Linked DNA regions of Mus musculus: regions 1 and 2 are each linked to region 3. The links are chromatin contacts, called in public Hi-C and HiChIP or PLAC-seq maps. All regions are on one chromosome and are shown on one strand. Each heading gives the region's core, a stretch centred on a gene start, on an enhancer-like site or on the middle of the called end of the contact. The rest is flanking DNA. Distances are from core to core; before and after follow the strand shown. Region 1 overlaps Cpm (carboxypeptidase M). Region 2 holds the start of Rap1b (RAS related protein 1b). Region 3 holds the start of Cpsf6 (cleavage and polyadenylation specific factor 6).

Evidence for each region. Hi-C and Micro-C count contacts between places; a contact is called where the count stands out from the background. HiChIP or PLAC-seq counts read pairs in DNA pulled down with a chosen protein or histone mark.
Region 1: an H3K4me3 HiChIP or PLAC-seq map of the 230-238 cell line shows a contact between it and region 3, with 14 read pairs. The contact joins the enhancer-like site here to the promoter of Cpsf6 in region 3. A contact is called at or near these places in 1 of 39 promoter capture datasets (pre-B cells), 1 of 484 Hi-C or Micro-C datasets (B cells), 12 of 115 datasets of contacts at active chromatin or transcription factors (the 230-238 cell line, the SCID.adh cell line, craniofacial prominence and 8 more) and 3 of 9 other capture datasets (adipose tissue, liver and pancreatic islet).
Region 2: a contact with region 3 is called in a Hi-C map of muscle stem cells, with 5 times the contacts expected there. The contact joins the promoter of Rap1b here to the promoter of Cpsf6 in region 3. A contact is called at or near these places in 4 of 39 promoter capture datasets (the 3T3-L1 cell line, 3T3-L1-derived adipocytes, erythroid cells and 1 more), 1 of 484 Hi-C or Micro-C datasets (muscle stem cells), 2 of 115 datasets of contacts at active chromatin or transcription factors (effector CD8 T cells and memory CD8 T cells) and 1 of 9 other capture datasets (liver).

The regions. Positions count from the first base shown.
Region 1 is chr10:117,648,832-117,653,704 of GRCm38.p6, reverse strand. The region is part of intron 2 of Cpm (carboxypeptidase M); the gene reads right to left. Among named protein-coding and RNA genes, the nearest start is that of Gm25709, 11 kb to the left of the region's middle. Within about 2 kb of position 2,409, at least 48 of the 459 cell types and tissues checked have an H3K27ac peak or open chromatin away from gene starts, as enhancers often do. A contact at or near this core is called in the 230-238 cell line, B cells, the SCID.adh cell line and 2 more, where this site is marked.
Region 2 is chr10:117,843,774-117,848,499 of GRCm38.p6, reverse strand. Rap1b (RAS related protein 1b) reads left to right here and starts at 2,526. Exons shown (of 8, transcript NM_024457.2): 1 at 2,526-2,669.
Region 3 is chr10:117,374,277-117,379,007 of GRCm38.p6, reverse strand. It overlaps Cpsf6 (cleavage and polyadenylation specific factor 6), which reads left to right and starts at 2,035. Exons shown (of 10, transcript NM_001013391.2): 1 at 2,035-2,169. The coding sequence starts at 2,110.

The DNA of each region.
Region 1 (4,873 bases), core at 1,160-3,659, 270 kb before region 3:
TTTCTCTTTTATTTTTTTCCTAGCCTTTTTTTTTTCTTCTCACAGAGACAGGAAACTTGTTTTTAAATCCCCAAAGCTAAAAAAAAATCTCTAGAGGTTTTATACTATAAAAAGCCCCAGCTTCCCGTATTGGTCCCTTGGGTGAGAGATAACATAATCTGCCTGTCTTTTTTAAAGGACAGGTCAGTCATAATGAGAAGTTGGAACAACTTCTTGAAGTGCAAACAAGTATGTAAAGAGATTTCTTAATTGTCCCTTTGAATTTTTTTGCTGCTGGGGCTGAATCCAGGACCTCACATATGCTAAGCACACGCTGGACCACACATGCCTGACACCGCCAGCCTCTTGGATTTGAAAAGATGTAGCATTTGAAAAGATGCTACAATGTATCGTCCTTTGGGAGTTCCCTTTTATACAGCAGAAGCATTCTGTTTCAATGATGTCAGGCAGGTCGGATCCAGGATGTACTAACCAACCAGCCTCCAAAGATACAACATGAAGGACAGTGGGCAGCCCGAGAAACAGCTTTAAGATAATGGTAGTGATTGACTGGTGGTCAAGATATTAAGCTAGTTAACAGTGGTCACTATGCAGCTCAGGGCTCCAAAGGACCAGGTCCTGTCCTGACCCACAGGACTAGGGTCGTTACTGTTTGATCAGGACCTCTTTTTTTTTTAATTTTTAGATTTATTTATTTATTTATTTATTTATTTATTTATTTATTTATTTATTATATGTAAGTACACTGTAGCTGTCTTCAGACACTCCAGAAGAGGGAGTCAGATCTCCTTATGGATGGTTGTGAGCCACCATGTGGTTGCTGGGATTTGAACTCAGGACCTTCGGAAGAGCAGTCGGGTGCTCTTACCCACTGAGCCATCTCACCAGCCCCCCGATCAGGACCTCTTATTTTTAAAAGAGTATATGCTTAAAAACAAACAAACTTCTTTTTAAATTAAAGCAATTACATCATTTCTTCTTCTGCTTCTTCAGAACCTCTAAGCCCTCCCCACCGTATTTTATCTCAAATTCATGGCCTCTTTTTCTTTGATCAATATTAAAATTCTACCATGCTTATATGTGTATCGTTTCACTTGATATGTATACCATATCACTTGGTATTAGATAACCGACAGGGGCTCCTCCTTAGGGAAGACTATTTTTCTCATTCTCAGCCTTCTTAGGTTGTCTGTAGTTCCTGTCCAGCAGTGTTGCTCAGTAAGGTTCCCCCCTTTCAAGTTCGAGTGTCTCTTGGTGTCATCCTTGTCTAGGTCTTATCTAGGCAACCATATTGCTGAGATTTCATGGGTACTGTTTCCCATCTCAAAGCACGTTTCTCATTCCTCCAGCTCTTACAATCTTTCTGCCCCCTCTTCTTCAATGATTCCCAAGCCTTGCATGCAGGAGTTGCCATAGAGATGTATTGGGGCCGGGCACCACAGGCTCCCTTGTTCTCTGCACTCTGGTTGGTTGTGGTTTTCTGTAACGGTCTCCATCTGTTGCAAAGTGGAGTGTCTTTGATGATGCATTGCTTCCTTGCCAGTTCTGACTACAATCTCAACTATTTGATTTGACGACTGCTTGTGTTCTGTTCTGTTGAATTCTTCTCTTGGGGGATCGCAAGAACTGAGAGACTACCGTGGAAGCTGAGACCAGAAGAAACTGGGGGATCTCCCTCCCCATGGCAGTGATGTCGTGGTCCTTCTAGTTTGACTGGTGTTCCTCTCTGTTCTCTCTCCCCCTCCCCCATCTCTCTCATTACTATAGTGAGGGACAGAGACTTGCACGCCACAGTGCATGAACATGCAGAGGATATGGGCAACCGTGTGGGGGTGGTCTCCCTCCACCTTTCATGGGACCCAGAGGTGGAGCTCTGGTTTCTAGGCTCACAGGGCAAGTCCCTTTACCTGCTGAGCCATCTCACCAGCTGCCCACTGGCGTTCTTATTTCAGACTGGTGTCTATAGGTGCAAACTGTTCTAATTTATGACTAGGTTCATTTCAAGCCACTAATCCTCCCCTGAAAAAGTGTGTATTTGGGGTCTGCCCATCCTTGTTGATATTTATTTTTATTAGAAGAACTTTAACTTGCAAGTTTCCCTGGAAGCTGCTCTGAAGAGGAACCCGACTATTCTTGCGTTCCTCCTTCCTGAGTTTGGGCCATAAAGTCTTTCACTCTAAGGTCAGGCAAGCCAGAGTCTTGAATGAAGGCTGGTGAACTTCCAGAACAAGCAGGGAGTCTAAAGTTGCCAAAATGCGATTCCTTTAAGGACCAACTTAGAACACTCGATGGATTACGAAAGATGGACTTCTTTTTTTTGTTTTGTTTTGTTTTTCTGGATTGTGTTTGCAGTGCCTAGGAAGGAACCAGAGTCACGTGCATGTGAGGTAAGCACCCCATCACTGAGCCACACCCCATCACTGAGCCACACCCCATCACTGAGCCACACCCCATCACTGAGCCACATCTCCATCACTGAGCCACACCCCATCACTGAGCCACATCTCCATCACTGAGCCACACCCCATCACTGAGCCACATCTCCATCACTGAGCCACACCCCATCACTGAGCCACATCTCCATCACTGAGCCACACCCCATCACTGAGCCACACCCCATCACTGAGGCATATCTCCATCACTGAGCCACATCTCCATCTCCATCCTTGTTTGTTTTTGAGACAACAAACTGTCATTGTGCAGCTCAGACTGGCCTGGTCCCCGGAACCCTCGTGCCTCTCCCCACAGTGCTGAGGTTATAGGCATCCACCATCGTGACTTGTGCCCTTCTTCCATCTTGATCTCTATCTAAGTAGATCACTTGTTTGGTAAGTACGTCAAACCTGTATCAGGGTGGCACGCCATCTGCCTCCAAACAGCATCTTTGATCCCTTTGATCCTGCACAGTTAGTTAGGCACGGCACATTCCTGAATGAAGCGCACTGGATCTAAACCTGCACTGCCAGCCTCAAGAACCTGCTGTCACTTGTTAGCCATGTGACGTGTGACAAGATGCTTCATCTCCTTGATCACTTTCCTTATCGATGTTGGGGGATTAAGAGAATTAGTACTTCATGGAGTTGTGCTACTTCACCTAATCCTCCTGATCCTTGAAACACTGCGAGTAAGCTGTCCTTAGCGTGCTCAAGGCTGTGAGTTCGAGTTCCAGCACCACACAAGGGAGAGCAACTATAACAAACGCAGCAAAACCACAGTAAGCACGAGCTTGTTAAAAGACAAAGTTCAGGGCTGGAGAGATGGCTCAGCGGTTAAGAGCACTGACTGCTCTTCCAGGGGTCCTGAGTTCAAATCCCAGCAACCACATGGTAGCTTGAAATCATCTATAAAAGGTGATTCAATGCCCTTTTCTGGTACATCTGGAGACAGTGTACTCATATCATAAAATAAATAAGTAGACTCTCCTGTATAGTGCCTCCGAGCAATTAAGGTAAGGTATCCAGTATAAACAGCGTCTGAATCATATGATGGAGACCTTGGCCAGCAGTCAGCGGAACCACGCATGCCAAAGGAAATCTGCCCTTCAGTTTGAATAGACCAACACTCACGGAAGTGCACAAGAAGGAAAATAGAGGGGGCTGTTCTTTAAGAAACGTGTTTTTCCAAAGGCCTTAACAAAACAAATATTGCAAGATATTTCACACCTCTTGGTCAACTGAATTTACACTTTAAACTCATCCAGAATTTCCAGGGCGTGATGCCCAACCTAGAAGAGGTGAGCACACATCACTGGGAGGGCGGGGCCGGAAGATAAGTCACCCTACTGGCTGTGTTGGGCCACTAGTCACAAACATCTTACAACACTTTCTCACCTGGCCTGCTTCTGAAGCGATGGAGGTGACCTTGCAGATTTAATGATCTCAATGCTAATGAGGCGGGAAGCCCAAGCCGAGAGCTTGTAGATAGGAGGTGGCTCATTAGGAACTATTAGGAAAGTTGGGTCAATATGAACTGGTCAACGTGGACACAAAGCAAAGGGATTGTCCTAGATTATGAGGCTGGAGAGATGGCTCATGGGGTAAGAGCACTGCCTGCTTTTCCAGAGGACGTCCATTCCCAAGACCCACATGGCTACTCAAGACTGTCTGAACTCCGATTCCAGAGCATCCAACACCCTCTTCTGGCCTTCACAGGGCACGCACATAGGAGTACACAGACATACATATAGGCAAATACCCATAAAATTAAAAAAAATAATCCTGACAGAAAAAGTTTCAAAAGCACTGTTAGAACCACACAAAACCTTAATAATGCAGGATGCTGTTTGTTATTATTGAACTGTTATATTGTGTTTCTTAGTTTAAAGATGATACATTGTGACTAGGTGGAAGCTACGTTTAGAAGGAGACATGTGCTAAAATATTTAAGGGGATGCACACACTATTTACTGCTTCTAATAATTCAGCAAAATCAATAAAGCTCAGCCAAGCGGTGGTGGCTCCCACCTTTAATAGCAGCATGGCAGAGGCAGAGGCAGAGGCAGAGGCAGAGGCAGAGGCAGAGGCAGAGGCAGAGGCAGAGGCAGAGGCAGAGGCAGAGGCAGAGGCAGAGGCAGAGGCAGATCTCTGAGTCTGAGGCCTCCTGCTTTACAAAGTGAGTTTCCAGACAACCAGGGCTACACAGAGAAGATCTGTCTCAAAAAAACAAAACAAAAACAAACAAACAAAAAAAACCCAAAAAAACAAAAACAAAAAGAAAAGAAAAGAAAAAAAATCAATAGAACTCATAAGAGACAAAGTAGATTTGACAAAAAAATATTAACATGGGGTGGGTCTGTGTGACATTTGGTACTTTTGCCTTTTTTCCTATAGGGCTAAAAATAAACAAAAGGTTTGAGGAATCATGAAAGAGAAAA
Region 2 (4,726 bases), core at 1,277-3,776, 470 kb before region 3:
GCAGAGGAGGGTGACAGGCTTGAAGAGTGGGTGACTTGAAAAGAAGGAGGTACGATTAGCAAAGGAAAGGGAGAGAAAACGGGTTTGGTGACAATGGTAATGAGTTTGGTTTGCATACAAGTTAAACTGAAGCTGCCAGCGGACAATATCCTGGTCTGTCAGGTAAATAGGGCAAGGGGTTCAAATTCAAAAGTGAGTCCATTCTGGGGGGCTCTATACGCTGATCATGATTTAATAAGAGATGCAATGGTTATCAGCCTAGTGAGATGATAAAAGTGTTTTGGCTTAAACAACGCCACAAACTCTGGCTTTCAAAGGAAAAAAGCAATTGCCCAAATGTCAAAGTGTTTAAAACAAAGAAAAAAATAAAACCAAAACAGCCCATTGGTAATCAGTACCCTGGCTCAAAATGTCAGTCTTTGAGACATGTCAAATCTTCCTTCAATAACTGATAAAATAGGGGACTGGAGAGATGGCTCAGTGGTTAAGAGCATGGGCTGTTCTTCCAGAGGTCCTGAGTTCAATTCCCAGCCATCACATGGTGGCTCACAACCATCTATAATGGGATCTGATGCTCTTTTCTGCTATACGTGAAGACAGAGTATATATGTAATTGGTAAGAGCAAAATGGAAATTGCAATTTATTCATGAATAATTGACAATACCAACAGATTGTTCCAAAACTTGCCTTTGAAACCGCCACTAAAATGTTGTTCTGAGAAAATAACAATTATTGAAATAGGTAATACTTAAGTAATACAAACCATGAAGCAGCTGGAAAACGCTGCTATCAAAAACTTGTCAGGGAGGAGGAGGGCTCAGCAGGACAAAGGGCTTGTTACCCAGGCAGGAGAACCGGGGTTTCCAGTTCAGTCCCCCTGCAGTCACATAAGAATCCAGAGTGGTGGGAATGGAGACAGGAGACTCCCTTGAGATTGGTGGCCAGCCACTCAAGCCTAATTGGTGAGGTTCAGTGAGAGACCCTGTTTCAAAACAACTAAGTGGAGAGCGACAGAAAATAACCTGTTCACCTCTGGCTTCTGTGTGCCCACAGGCGAGGGCACAAGCGTGCAGAAGCACACACAACTGTCAATTATGGGTTTTTTCTTTTTTTGTTGTTCTAAAGGTTGAACCTACTACACTCGGACACTTGCTAGACAAGTACTGGATCATTAAGCTATGCCCCCCCCCTTTTTTTAACTTCTTGAGAATCTCACAAAACCGTTTAGGTTGGCTTTAACTTACTCTGTGGCCTCAGCAACCTAGAATTTGCAAGGAGCCACCTCCTGCTCAGTCTGCAGAAGAAAGAGGTGTGCTCTTACAGACTGGCATCCTGAGACCCAGCTATAATTCTTTCTTACTCGCTCACTTAACTCAGGTTAGCGTAGTGGTCACGTCTCCATTTCTCTTCTAGGGTTCGTTAAATTTCCAGAATAATTTGTACAGGGAGGGCCAGCTAAATTGCCTACTCCTTTCAGTACTTTCCTCTCAAGTTTTGTTCATCAAAACCTTTTCCCTCGCTGGCAGTGGTGGCGCATGCCTTTAATCCCCAGCACTCCATACGTAGAGGCAGGTGTATCTGAGATGAAAGCCAAGCTGGTCAACATAGCAAGGTCAGGCCAGCCAGGACCACGCAATGAAGAGAGCGTAATCAGAGCAGAAACAAAGTCTTCCAAACAAAGCTCTGATAGCATGATTCTCATATTAAAGGTGATGGTGAGAAAATATTCTAATTACCTAGATCGATGTAAGTTCTTGTGCTCTTTGGAACAAGTCATTTTTGGACAGAGCTTTTCGGAGTCACATCATAGACTGACATCTATGAGTAATCTATAAAGTCATGAAGGCGCCCCAGGCATGCTCTTCCATGAACCAATTATTTTAATTCTATAAACTGTTCACTTAGGCACAGGCCATAAGCATGCTTTGGAATCCTCCATTCGCGAACTGCGTCTGGCAGGGTAATTTGGACAGCTGGCCCTGCTTAACACACCACAGGCTGAAATACTTGTCAAACCTAAAGAAAGGCCATTTGAAAAATGAAAAGCTGCCCTCGCGCTCTGGGAGTGGGAACTGCTGCTCTGTTACTTCCCCAGCACAAAGGACCACGCGAACACCGACGGTCTGGGGGCGTTGGCGACTGTGCACTCGGAGGCCCCGCGAAGGCGTCAGAGGTTTCCAAGCCCCTGAGCTCCCCGTTACCCGCTGGGGTCGAAACGGATGCGCTCCGCTGAGGCTGACACCGATTATGTCGGACAGCCCAGCCAGCGGGGGGCGAGGCCGACCGCAGCAACGAGACGCAGGGCAGGGGAGAAGGGCCACGGCCGGAGCCGGCGACCGAGAGCCGGGGCGAGGCCCACTGCGAGGCGAGCACGACGAGACCCCGCCCCCCTCCGCCAGGGCCCGCCTCGGCCCCGCCCCTTCCCGGGCTGCGCTCCTGCGCGCCCCGCCCGCGGGCGGAAGCGAGAGCGAGGCTGAACGCCTGACGTCAAGGCGACACCGCCAAACCTCGCCCAGAGTCAGGCGTGGAAAGCAGCCCGAGCGGCGGCGGCGGCGGCGACGGCGACGGCGGCAGCGGCAGAGACCGCCGTGGCGCCGGGAGCAGCGACCCGAAGGGAACGCGCGGCGACGGCGAGGGCGACGGCGGCGACCCGGTGACAGCGCGAGAGGTGGGCGCGGGGTGCGTGCGTGGCCGCGAGGCTGGCGGGGGGCCGGGCGCCGGCTGAGGGGAGAGGTGGGGTGCGGCGCGGACCGGGCGGGGCAGCCCGATGGCCCCCGCGGCGGCGAGGGTGGCCCGGGCGCGCGGCAGGTGGCTGGCGGGGGGCCCCCCGAGTCCCTCGCTCGCTTCGGCGGGGCGCGCCGCCTCGGGGCGGCCGGGGAGGAACCGCGGCCGCGGCGGGGGAGCAGCGCGCTTTGCGGAAGGGGTCAAATGTCTGAAATATGGCGGAGGAAGTGAGCGCCCGAGGAGCCCCCACCCGCCTGCCCGAGGCCCCCGCAGCCTTCCCCGCCGCGCCCCGCTCCCCGCCTCGGCGGTGGGTGGAAGTTAGAGCGGAAACCAGAAAGTTGTCCTCTGCGGACACCCGGGCTTCTCCCAGCCCGGGGCCGGGCGGGCGGAGCAGCGTCGCGAGGGGGGGCGGGGGGACCACTCCCCGGCGCCCCGCGGGCTCGAGCCTGACAGGGAAAAAGTTTGCCCGGATCGGGGCTGGCTTGCTTCATTTGTTGCGGGAAGTGGCAGGAGGAAGGCAGCGGAGCGAGCCCCACCTAGTCTGGCAGCCGCCACCGTGCAGAGGGAAAAAAAAAATGTTAAAGGGGCCTTTCCTTCGTCAGCAAGAGGAAATCTCTTTTTCTCTTGCAGAGAGAAAAATCCAGGAAGTTTGTCCTCTTCTCCTTTTTTTTTTTTTTTTCTTTTCGCCATCTCGAGGTGTCTGATTCTGAAACTGACTTATCAGCGCCGTGAATTTGGGAACTAGGCCCTCGGGATTTTCCTTGGGGTGGAGGGGGGCGGGAGGAGAAGATGCCTTTGGAAGAAACATCTTCGCTTAAGAGTTTTGAGCAGATGGGATTGCTTTCCTTTCGCTTGCCCCCTCCCACCCCCCAATGCTTTAGAAAGATATTTTGGCCCTGCGACTCTCGACTCGTGTGCATACAAGCACTTCTTTATTACAGTAATAGGAACTCACATTTTTTTTTTTTACTAAGTTGAAAGTTGACATTACGATGCAGGCTGGACTTTTCAATATTTTAAAAATCAATTGAGTCTCGTTGAAATGTTTGCTTTGCTGGCAGTGTGTATTAATATATACCGAGTGCCTCTAGCTTGTAAATTCATTTTTTTTTCAGTTTTCTTTTGTATAATTAGAACGTTGTCGAGACTTGCCTGAAAGGAGTTTATCTTAGCAAGAAGTAACTTAATTGAATGGAGAAATTCTTTTAATTTAAAGCCCTTACCACTCTTAAAGCCTGATATGAAGTCAGTGTATTAAGTCATAATAGAGTCATGGGGCTTTTTAGGGCCGGAAAGAGACTCTTTAAATCATCTGGTCCCACCCTGTCGTTTCATGAGGAGGAAACTAAGGCCTAAAATAGATAACCAATTACCTGAGTCTGCTGATTTGTAAAGCCGTGGTCTATCCATAAAGGACAATCCACAGGAAGCAATGTGACTTTTTTTTTTTTTTAATTGTGAATTACATCTTGGTAGAGATTATTGGTCCCATTATGCTCTCTTCTCCAAGAGTGCCATAGTTAGCTAAATGGTATGGAATACGTCAACCCCTTAGGTAGTTTCATCCCCTGGTTTTGGTTAGAGGAAGTTAATACTCCGAGGAGGAAATAATTTTAACTTAGAGACACAGAATCCCAAATGACAGTCTTGTTTGATATCCATACTTTTAATCTCTGTAGTACATTATATTCCCTTGTACTTTCTTGTTTGACACAGAAGTTCAGTGACCTTATCTGTGGAAGCTGCAAAGTAAAATCAAAAGGACATATAGTTGCTTGTGCTATAATGTATCGAACCTCAGATTAACATCTGAAGGGCCCCATGCTAAGCCGGCTTAATTTTTAGTCTGTGGTCTGGGACACAGAAATGATGAACGTGTCTTTCTTCTTTTTCTGTCTGTCTTACCACTGTTCTTTCCGTGGCTTGTATCACTTCCTGTCTTCTGTTACTGTTGTGTGTGTTTCTCTGTTCTACCAAGTTGTAAGGTCCAAGGAAGGGGTA
Region 3 (4,731 bases), core at 786-3,285:
TTTGAGACAGGGTCCTTCTGTGTAGCCCTGGCTGTCCTGGAACAACTCACTCTGTAGATCAGGCAGGCCTCGAACTTTGGAGACCCCAACTGCCTCATCCTCCCGAATGCCACCACTGCCTGACATCAAAACATTCTTAAGATAGTGTGTGAGCAATCACCTGGCAGAGAAGTAGAAAGGATGGGGCCTCTATAGTAAGAGTGAGTCTGCTGTTGAGGGAATTATCAGATCTCAAAATGTAGCTGAGGGATAAAGCTGAGTTTTTGACTATTTTGGTTCTGGTTTTTGAGACAAGAATTTCTCTGTGTAGCCCTGGGACCACCGCTACTCAGCATTCATTTGACTTTTTTTTTTTTTTCCTTTCCCTGAGACAGGGTTTCTCTTTGTGGCCCTTGATCTGGAACTCACGCTGTAGACCAGGCTGGCCTCGAACTCAGAAATCTGCCTGCCTCTGCCTCCCAAGTGCTGGGATTAAAGGCGTGGGCCATCATTGCCCCGCATGCATTTGACCTCTAAGTAAACAAAATTTAGAGTCTAGGATTTTTCAACAGCGGTGGCCATCGTTAAGTCCCGTTTGTACCGTGGTCAATAGCGCTGGATTCTCTTCCGGGGTCAGGGTCTGATTCCCAGCACCCATGTAGTGGTTCATAAACCTGTCTAATACCAGTCTTAGTCGACTGATGTCCTTTTTTGCGCGCTCCCAGGACACTGCACACATGTGTAGTACACAGACTGTATGCAGGCAAAACACCCCGATGTATAAAAAAGGAATTTAAAGAAATGTTTATTCAGATTAAGAGATTAGTCTCTGTGACTGCAACCAAGATTTTACAGACATCTCAAGCATAGATGTTTCTTTAGGTTTTTGATGATTTCAGACCAGTCTGCATCTGGTATTTTTGTTATTATTATTATTTTGGTTATTGTTTTGCTTTTTTGTTAATTTGTTTGGCAGGGTGGGGCTGGAAGTGAGAGCAGTCAGAGGTGCTGAGTAGATCAGAGGACTACTTAAGAGGATTTGGTTCGGTTCTCTCTACGCTCCTTGAGAGCGCTGTGGGAACTGAATTTATATCAAGCACACAGGCAGCTGAGTGACCTGGTGAGTTTTTGAACGGGAAGGAAAGAAATAGGTGGAGCCGTTGGAAATGGAGAGAGATCTCTGAATCATATATCGGCGTCAAAAGGTGTGCACTTTTACGAGCCATGTAACCCCAGTTAAATAACTTATGCTCTACGAGTCCTTAGTTCTCTCATCTGTAAAACGGGATGTTTGGACCTCAAGCCACCGTTTTAATTTCCCTTCTAGCTCAGCATTCTGAATCCAGGAGTTCGTTGATTTAGGATACATCTGCTCTGTTGTACGTGCTCTAAAAATGAGGATAGAATCCTTTGAACGATGGCTGGAGAAAACCTACAACAGAGATAAAAAGGTAAAAGCAAGGGCAATGGGGGAGGAAGGGGGAAGAGGAGGATGTGAAGGAAGGAGCGGAAAAGATGCTTACAACTGCATAAAGATAAGAGATGCAAATATGCTATATGCAAATAACTCAAAAAATTCAGTTGTCTGAAGAAGCAAGAATAAGACATTGGCCAGGACATCATATCTCGCTTTTAATTGCGTACACATAACTCTCATCTCTCGAAACCTTGGAAGCAAAAAAAAAAAAAAAAAGTAGGAAAAAAATGAAAACGCAAATATATAAATATCTATCTCTCTCTATATAGATGTATATATATCTATATCTCTCACTAGATAGATCTCTCATCTATAGATATGTAGATAGATAAATAGTGCCAGAAGCAGTTTGAAAAGACAGTCTCTGAAAACAAGCGGGTTCCATGGCATGCGGTATGGCGGGGTAGCACAGGAAATCACGCCCCTGCCCCAGCCGCGGCTTAATCCTGCACACAAAGGAACGAGTTAGCGCCTCGGAACCGCCGCGGACCTTCGGCGGGGTCCCCCGTCACCAGCAGCGGGCCGCTGCGCCCTGGTCTCCGCCCCTCGGAAGTGACGTAGGGCGCCCCGCCCCCACCGCCAGATCCGCTGCTGCTGCCTCGGCGGGCCGACCTGCAGGAGGCGGCGGCGGCGGCGGCCGAGGCCGAGGGAAGATGGCGGACGGTGTGGACCACATAGACATTTACGCGGATGTGGGTGAAGAGTTCAACCAGGTACGTGAGGGTCCGGGCTCCGCCGCCGCCGCCGCCGCAGACTGTGCCGCGGCCCGGACGCCCGGCTGACCAGGGCCGCCGCGGGCCGCGAGCCGGCTTCGCTGCAGACCGTGCGCCCTTGGCGCCTCCGGGCCGCGCCGCCGTGCGCGACGGCCCCTCAGCCCTTGTTCTCGCGCGTCGTTTTGCGGGCCGCGGGGCTCTGGAGCGCGGGGCCCGGTCGCCCTGCAGCCGCCCGCCCGGTTCCTCCGGACGGTCTCCCGCTCCATTGTTGGCTCGGTGGCGGGCGCTTCCCGCCGAGCTAGGCCGCGTGTGCGGGGCGGGGAGAACGGGCCGCCGCGCCCCCTCCCCCGCGGCCGGCCAGAGGGGAAGCCCTGGCCCGGCCGCGCGCTCGCCCGCCGCCTCCATCCCGGCCCTGCCGCCTCGGGTTCCGATTCCTCCTCCCGCCGCTCCATTTTGTGTCTCTGTCCGCGCACGGTCGCCTCATGGAAGGCCGCGTTCACAGCCCTTTGTATCCCGCGCGCCCGCTCTCCCTGGGCTCCCGCTCGCCTTTGCGACGGGTTTCGGCGTGGCGCCCGGTTCCTTGCTCGCCGGTCCCCTTAAGGGAAGGCTGCTTAGGTTTGGTTCCATCCGCAACAAGTCATCTGACTTTTGGAGCCACCGATCGCATTTAAAAGTCGGTGCGTCGGCCCGCCTTGGTCATCGAGGGTTTGCAGTGCCTCCGAGGCCCAGTCCTTGGCCTTTGTGAAGCGAAATATCGGAGAGGATAAATGGCTTGCGCCAAAGACTTGGGAGCGCGGTGGCTGGACAGAACAAAAAAGATGGTGGTATCCTAGCTTAACAGACCGGAGAGACTGAAAGGGAGACCGGCCACTCGGAATCGGAATCCTGGGTAGCGTGCCTGACAAGTCGTTGTGAACGTGACTGTAGTTTGAAAGCGAAGTGTTTGCCCTGTGGGCTCGACTTCACGGTTTGAAAGGCTGGAGAAAGTGAGACGTGTAAGGTTTTCCGGTCTCACCCGCCTGGGATGCCTAGAACCAGCGTCTCATGATGAATAAATATCCTTGGAAGGGTCTGCTTGCCAGGGTTTGGATCGTCTAGCCTCTTACTGCCCTCTAAATATTTTTTTTTTTTTAGTGCATTTCCTATATTCACGGTTTTCAAATTTACACCCCACCATATTAAAAAATTCTAAGGTACGGATGAGAACCTGAATAAAATGCCATTGGTTTGTATGGCGTTTTCCCTCCATTGTTTATGACTAGGGATATAAGACTTGAACGAAACAGTGAAAACTCTTAAATCCTTACTGCTTCGTTTTTCAAGAATGACTGTGCTTTTGGCTTAAATGTTAGAAAAGAAAAGCAAATTGTCGTAGGATTTTAATTACTGCTGACAGAGTTTCTCTGTGTAGCCCTGGCTGTTCTGGAACTCATTCTGTAGTCGAGGCTGGCCTCGAACTCAGAGAGATCCGCCTGCCTCTGCCTCTGCCTCTGCCTTCCGAGTGCCTGGAGAGGTTAAACTTTTTTGACCTCAACGAGGAACTACTTTGTAGGCCTCTTTTTTATAACTGTAGCTTTTCGTTGACTTGGTACTTTTAGCATTGTATCTAATACGTGGTTGTGTACTTTTACAAGTAAAATCTTTGTAGGTTTAAGTAGATTAATTGGGAGATTTAAGTAACTTTTCCCAAAATACCTTGTTTGCAGCTCTGGATACTGAATGAACCCAGGGCTTTGCACATCTGGCTAAGCATTCGACCCTGAGCTATAGCCTCGCTCCGGAGGCATTACTTGTTACTGTTTTCTTCGTATAATTGACTTTTATGATTTGCTTGCTCTGAATTTTGAACAAGAAAAGTAGCCACAGAAAGGTTGCCAGTTATCTTAAGATTTGTTATATTTTCTGTGTTACTGTCATTGATTACCCTATCATTCTGAGATTCTACCAGAATTAAAAGCAACAACAAAATTATTTATTGATTTAATTTTCTGGTCCCTCCCTCCCTCCCTCCCTCCCTCCCTCCCTCCCTCCTTTTTGTTAGGTTTTGTTTTTGGGTCCCCCCCTAGTCCCCCAGTCTTGTAGCTTTGTTGACTTAGAACTTATTGTGTATCCCAGGTTTACTTTTTTTTTTTTTTTTTAATTTATGATTGCACCACCTGCTGCCTCCCCCTCCCCAGTGCTTGGATTGTAGCCTGTGTCTGGCTCCTTTTTCCCTCCTTACCCTTACCGTTGGGAGTTTGCACTCAGGTCTTTGCACATGCTAGGCACTTTACTCCTCTGCAACATCCCTAGTAATCTGGTCTCTCTTAATAGATGGTAACCTTATTTCTACTCGCTGCTATAGTAACCAGTGTGATTATTTGACTGTAGTTGAGCAAAATATTTTTCAGAACTGATCATTAGATGTTTTAAATTATTTTGAGTTTTAAACATTTATAAAAGTTAAGTTTTGTATTATTATTTACTTTTTCTTTCTTTCTCTGTCTTCTTTTTTTTTTAACAAACATTTTTTAAAAGATTTATTTTATGTATATGAGTACATACAGATGGTTGTGAGCCTTT